Linked DNA regions of Hordeum vulgare: region 2 is linked to region 1. A link is a contact called in public Hi-C data. All regions are on one chromosome and are shown on one strand. The core of a region is the stretch at or near the end of the contact, and the rest is flanking DNA. Distances in the headings are between cores, read along the strand shown. Region 1 holds the start of LOC123403884 (peroxiredoxin-2E-2, chloroplastic-like). Region 2 holds the start of LOC123401532 (glucomannan 4-beta-mannosyltransferase 1).

The links. Hi-C and Micro-C count contacts between places; a contact is called where the count stands out from the background.
Region 2: a Hi-C map of leaf shows a contact between it and region 1, with 2.6 times the contacts expected there. The contact joins the promoter of LOC123401532 here to the promoter of LOC123403884 in region 1. A contact is called at or near these places in 1 of 6 Hi-C or Micro-C datasets (leaf) and 1 of 1 datasets of contacts at active chromatin or transcription factors (embryo).

What each region holds. Positions count from the first base shown.
Region 1 is chr6H:158,446,712-158,449,566 of MorexV3_pseudomolecules_assembly, forward strand. It overlaps LOC123403884 (peroxiredoxin-2E-2, chloroplastic-like), which reads left to right and starts at 1,402. Exons shown (of 1, transcript XM_045097796.1): 1 at 1,402-2,722. The coding sequence starts at 1,767. The coding sequence ends at 2,447.
Region 2 is chr6H:158,650,088-158,652,958 of MorexV3_pseudomolecules_assembly, forward strand. It overlaps LOC123401532 (glucomannan 4-beta-mannosyltransferase 1), which reads left to right and starts at 1,445. Exons shown (of 9, transcript XM_045095360.1): 1 at 1,445-1,931; 2 at 2,091-2,189. The coding sequence starts at 1,650.

The sequences.
Region 1 (2,855 bases), core at 152-2,651:
GCCAATTTTTACAAAAGTTCTAACTGCATGCAAAAATTTGGCATGAACTAACATTTCTACAAGGCGTGGAAAAATAAACAATATAGACACTCTGAAAATGCGCATTTTCAAAGCATCCATTTTGTTTATTTTGCCACGCCTTGTAGAAATGTTTTTTTGAAAAATGTAATGAACTTTTTCTAACTTTTGAAAAATGTAATGAACTTTTTCTAAATTGGATGATTTTTTTCAATTTATATGAAGTTTTTTTCAAATTGATGAACCTTTTTAAAAGATATGATTTTTTTCAAATGATGTGAAAAGTTATATCTTTTCCCCTTTATATACCTTTTCTATTTGCAGGAAGCCCCCAGTTTTGAGAATAAAACTGTCTAAATCAGTTTTCCCTGGTTCGTTGGGCAGTTTTTCGTCTGGTTCTTATTTGCTTTTTCTTCTTCCTTTCTTATTTTCTTATTTTTGTTTTTATTAAGTTTTTTCTAAAACAATGAAATTTATCAAATTTTGATAAACTATCTTAAGTTTTGATCAAAAAAATTTAAACTATGAACTTTTTGCAAATTCAATGAACATTTTTCAAAATTAATGTTTTTTTTTCAAATTTGATGTTTTTTTTAAAAAATTGATGAAAAACAATGAGCTAATTTTGAAATTCGATGAACTCTTTTAAAATTGATGAACTTTTTTTTTCCCAAAAACGATGACCTATTTAAGACACAATGAATTTATTTCGGAATTGATGAACTTCTTTCAAATTCAAAACTTTCTTCAAATTCATGAATTTTTTTATTTTCTTAATAAATCTATGAATAGTTTTATTTACACGTCATATTCAGAACTGTAAAAAACCAAAACCGGTCTTTTTCCTGAAACAATTGCACATCTCATTCGAAAAAAATCAAACGAGCCTAGCAAAAGCAAACAGTAGTGGATTTACTTTATTGGCCACGGACCATTGCTAGACGTTGTAGGCGCTAGTTATCCGAATCGGCGCTTAATGCGCCGATTAGGAGCTCCCTCCTGCACCACTGCATAGGAGGTGAGGACTGCAGCGATCTTGATAAGAAAAAGAATACGAACGGAGAGTATGAAAGAGGCCCAACCCATACCTGGCCAAATGGGCCGTGTCAATTGGGCAGGCCCGACAGCCCGACACACTCTAATCGTCCTCGTGCACGGCACGCAGCACGTCTCGGACCGTGCCTGGGCTTGGAGGCTCGGCACGTGGGCCGACACGACACGATCCATTTTGTTATATATATTTAATTTTTTAATATATATATATGTGTGTGTGTGTGTGCGTGCGTGCATGCGTGCGTGCGTGTGTGTGTGATATACAGATCAATAGACCTAAAATAAGTTCATGAAACTAAAAATATACAACACAACGTGTTAATCGGGTCAGGGTCAACATACGGTCCGTTTATTAACCAGGCCGTGCCTAGGCCCGAAGGCGCACCCCACATGCTAACATGGCACGGCCTGATCGGTAAACGTGCTGTGCGAGGCCCGTTTGCAGCGGCCCGTGCCAGCCCGTTTGGCCAGGTATGGCCCAACCAAGTGCTGGGCTGACTGCCTAATCCAGGGCAACAGCACGACGTCCACCCATTCCGCCCCCGCGTCCAACGAACCAACCAAAATTGGCGCTGCTCCACCTATCACGTCGCACCCGGCCGTTCCTTCCATCCAAAACCCAAGGGAAACCCTCACGCTCTTCCCAAGGCCGAACAGATAGCATTTCCTCGAATACATCGCCTCGTCCTTCCTCCATGGCCACCGCGTCGCTGTCCGCTCTGTCCTCGTCGGCCGCCGCCGCCGGCAGGCGCTTCGTCCTCTCCTCCCCGTCGCTCGCCTTCGCCTCCCGCCGCATCGCCGCCCCAGCCCGCCTCCGCGCCGCCGTTCTTCCGGGGGAAAGGAGATTCGCGGCGTCCGCGGCATCGGCATCCCCGGTCGTGGCCACCATCGCGGTCGGCGACAAGCTGCCCGACGCCACGCTCTCCTACTTCGACCCAGCCGACGGCGAGCTGAAGACGGTGACGGTCGGCGACCTCACGGCGGGGAAGAAGGTCGTGCTCTTCGCTGTCCCGGGCGCCTTCACCCCGACCTGCTCGCAGAAGCACCTGCCGGGGTTCGTCGAGAAGGCGGGCGAGCTGCGCGCCAAGGGGGTGGACACCGTGGCGTGCGTCTCGGTGAACGACGCCTTCGTGATGAAGGCGTGGAAGGAGAGCCTCGGCCTCGGCGACGACGTGCTGCTGCTGTCGGACGGCAACCTCGAGCTCACCCGCGCGCTGGGCGTGGAGATGGACCTCTCCGACAAGCCCATGGGGCTAGGCGTGCGGTCCCGCCGCTACGCGCTCCTCGCAGACGACGGCGTCGTCAAGGTGCTCAACCTCGAGGAGGGCGGCGCCTTCACCACCAGCAGCGCCGAGGAGATGCTCAATGCGCTCTGAGCCGCGCCTGCTCTGCTTCTTGCCTGAGTCGTGTCTAGTAGTGAATAATAATCCGACGAACTGTTTCTCGTGTGAGCGTCCTTTGATGCGTCGTCATCGTGGAGAGGATTTTGTTTTCTTTCATTGAGCATTGCGTGATGTCCATGTGCTCGATGGAATGACTTGAGTTTTTCAAGGCGTCGTACACTCGTACTTGTTCTTGCATTGCCAGCGCTAAAGCCTGCGGGTTTGCTGAGATGTTTACAAAGCTTGCGTACAAAATCGCATTGTGCTGAGATTGAAGTCAACTGATCAGTTCGGATTTTTCTCAAGGAGGATAATACCGGCCTCTCCATAGAGGCATCTTCATTAAATTAATTACAAAACAAAATACATGAATTAACCCAGAGCCACCTACATGTCGATCTA
Region 2 (2,871 bases), core at 195-2,694, 200 kb after region 1:
CCCACGATTATCTTACCGTTAACTTTTTTTTTCGCATCTGACACCTGTCCTTCATCCGACACATGGTGCAGTTGCAATGCTTTTCTTCCTTGTGTTGTGGATACACAAATCTATTCCGCTCAATTCCTTCCTAGATTCCTTCATTACTGCCCACACATGGATAGTAGATATCTATTTTCCCATGGCTTCCTCAATTCTGAAAGGATCTTCCGCAAAGAAGATCTCGAGATGTTATTTTCTCCCTAATTTTCCTCGCAACGAATCCTCCCGATATGTCACGCTCGAAATTGGTTGCTGCCATCGCAAGATTGCCGTCGACTGCGTTCGAGCTAACGCTAGACGTGGCGAGTCTTGAACATATCATGTTTCACAATGTTGAAGTACATATCCACTAGGGGTGAATAATCGGATCTAATCACGAAGGTGATGAAACTATCAAAGAAAATAAGTTTGGTCGAAGTAAGATACGAGTATAATAGTATCTTGATCCATAAAAAGAAGGATAGTATTACCAAAAAACGATGTTAAAGGGGAAAGTTTCCTTCCTTGACTTTCATTGTTATTAGGTAGGCGGGGGAGACAGAGCCCATGCTTCTTAAGCGAAAGCATTGCACACTTGCTATTGCTCTATGAATTTCTCCCCGGCGTACTATTACACACCGTACTAACTAGTGAATGTGAGACAATTATTTCAGGAGACAAAAGGTGGTTATGAGACTAATTCTACTCTAACTCACAATGCATCAAATGTTTATGTTGATGCATTGTGTTATTTTTAGAGGAGTGCGATGTTTCAGTCGATAGTAAGATAAATGTGATTATTTTCAATTTTGAACTCCAAGACTCTGGTTTTCAACGCGTGCGTAGGTTGCGGTGTGTGTGTGTGCGCGCATGTTTACCTACGTTGTACTTCGCCTTCCTCAGCAATTTGTGTTAGCATTTCCCCCCTGATACAGTACAAGAATCATGTCCTACTAGGAACATGATTCCTCAATTTCCCCTCTTTGCTCTTAATTTGCTTTCGCGTTCCTTTTGGCCAAAAAGCAAATCCCACCCAAAAGCTGCACAATATCCATCCATCCACAAACGAAACCACCCCACCCCATGCCAACTCACTACTACTACGGCGTAAGCAATAACCACTTAACTGACCCTGTGACACATGAGCTCAGCCGGTTTGTTCCAAGTCCTACCCCCGCGGCGCACCACCGACACTCCCCTCCCCCGACCCCATCCGATCTATTCTCACCCCCGCCCGACAAATCATGGCCTCGCTTTGCACTGTTAAATCCCCGCCCTTTACTTATCACCACGCCGCTGTAGGAGTGTACCCTATTCCGCACTCATTTTACACTCCTTGGAAACGGAAGGAATCCATGGCGCACAAAACCCTACTACCATGTGCAGCTGCGCCTCCCACCCCTTTTATAAAACCCCGCACACACACTCCATCCCCCAAAGCAGCTCCCCCCAGTCCCCCACCCAGCTCGCTCCACACTGCCCGGCCCGCAGCCCCTGGCGCGCTAGCTTGCTCTAGCTAGGCCAGCAAGGTCGCGCGCGCGCCATTAATCTTCCTCGCCCGCGGCATTGCCTCGTCCCGGCCGGCGGCGAGGGGATCCAGCTTTGGCCAAGGGCTTAGCAGGCGAGCGATGGACGCGGCGGTGGGGCTGCCGGACGCGTGGTCGCAGGTGCGGGCGCCGGTGATCGTGCCGCTGCTGAAGCTGGCCGTGGCGGTGTGCCTGCTCATGTCGGTGCTGCTCTTCCTCGAGCGGCTCTACATGGCGGTGGTCATCGTCGGGGTGAAGCTCCTCGGCCGCCGCCCGGAGCGGCGGTACAAATGCGACCCCATCTCCGAGGACGACGACCCGGAGCTCGGCAGCGCCGCCTTCCCCGTCGTGCTCGTCCAGATCCCCATGTTCAACGAGCGGGAGGTACCACTACATTTCCCGCCCCCATTGCCATTGCCATTGCCGCCAACCCCGCTCGAGCTCCAGTGTCCAGCCCCCCCGCTTCAGTGTTCTAACTCACTCATTGGTTCTTGTAGCATTTAACATTTATTTTCCCCATTTCGTGCATGGTGGTACGTGCAGGTGTATCAGCTGTCGATCGGCGCGGTGTGCGGGCTGTCGTGGCCGTCGGATCGGTTGGTGGTGCAAGTGCTGGACGACTCCACGGACCCCCTCATCAAGGTGAGACGACGAGATCTTATCCCCGCCCCGCTCTCGTGTCCAACAGTACAACTAGTGGCGCCAGTAGTACCGGCCTCGGTAATTATGGAGCCTCATGTTCACCTGTCGGTGACATCCCCACCCCCAATCCATCCATCCGTCCGTCCACACGAACCGAACCTCGAAGCTCCCGGGATTCCCTCTCACTCCGCACTCCCCTTTACGTTTTTTTCCCAACGGAAAAGCCGTGACACCCGGGCCGCGCTCTGCAGTGCCAGCCTCCGACCGGCCTTGTCTTTTAGACACGTCGCCCTGAGCCACTGCCTCGCGGTCGCCGTCACGGCACAGGGCTTCTCCCTGTTCATAAATCATAATTATAGTTCGATGCCCCAGCTCTGAGCGAGATTTGGTTGGCAATAATTCTCAGTTTCACCCTAGTAGCAAATCTAACCATGTGCGGCTCTTTACAGGTTTCTTTATACACTTGTGTCCAGTCAATTCAGACGCGTGTTTAGGAGGAGTAACAGTTGACACGCTTGCTTGCGCCCGTCGGTGGCCAAGCGATGTTGCGTGCGCGTACGCACGTCTCTCCGTTTCCGTGATCGGAAAACAGGGGAGGGGTGGCAAGGATCAAAACCGTTTCCCATTTTTATCCAGCCTGCAAAACGCAATGCCTGTCTCGGCAATCGAGGAACAAAGGCCG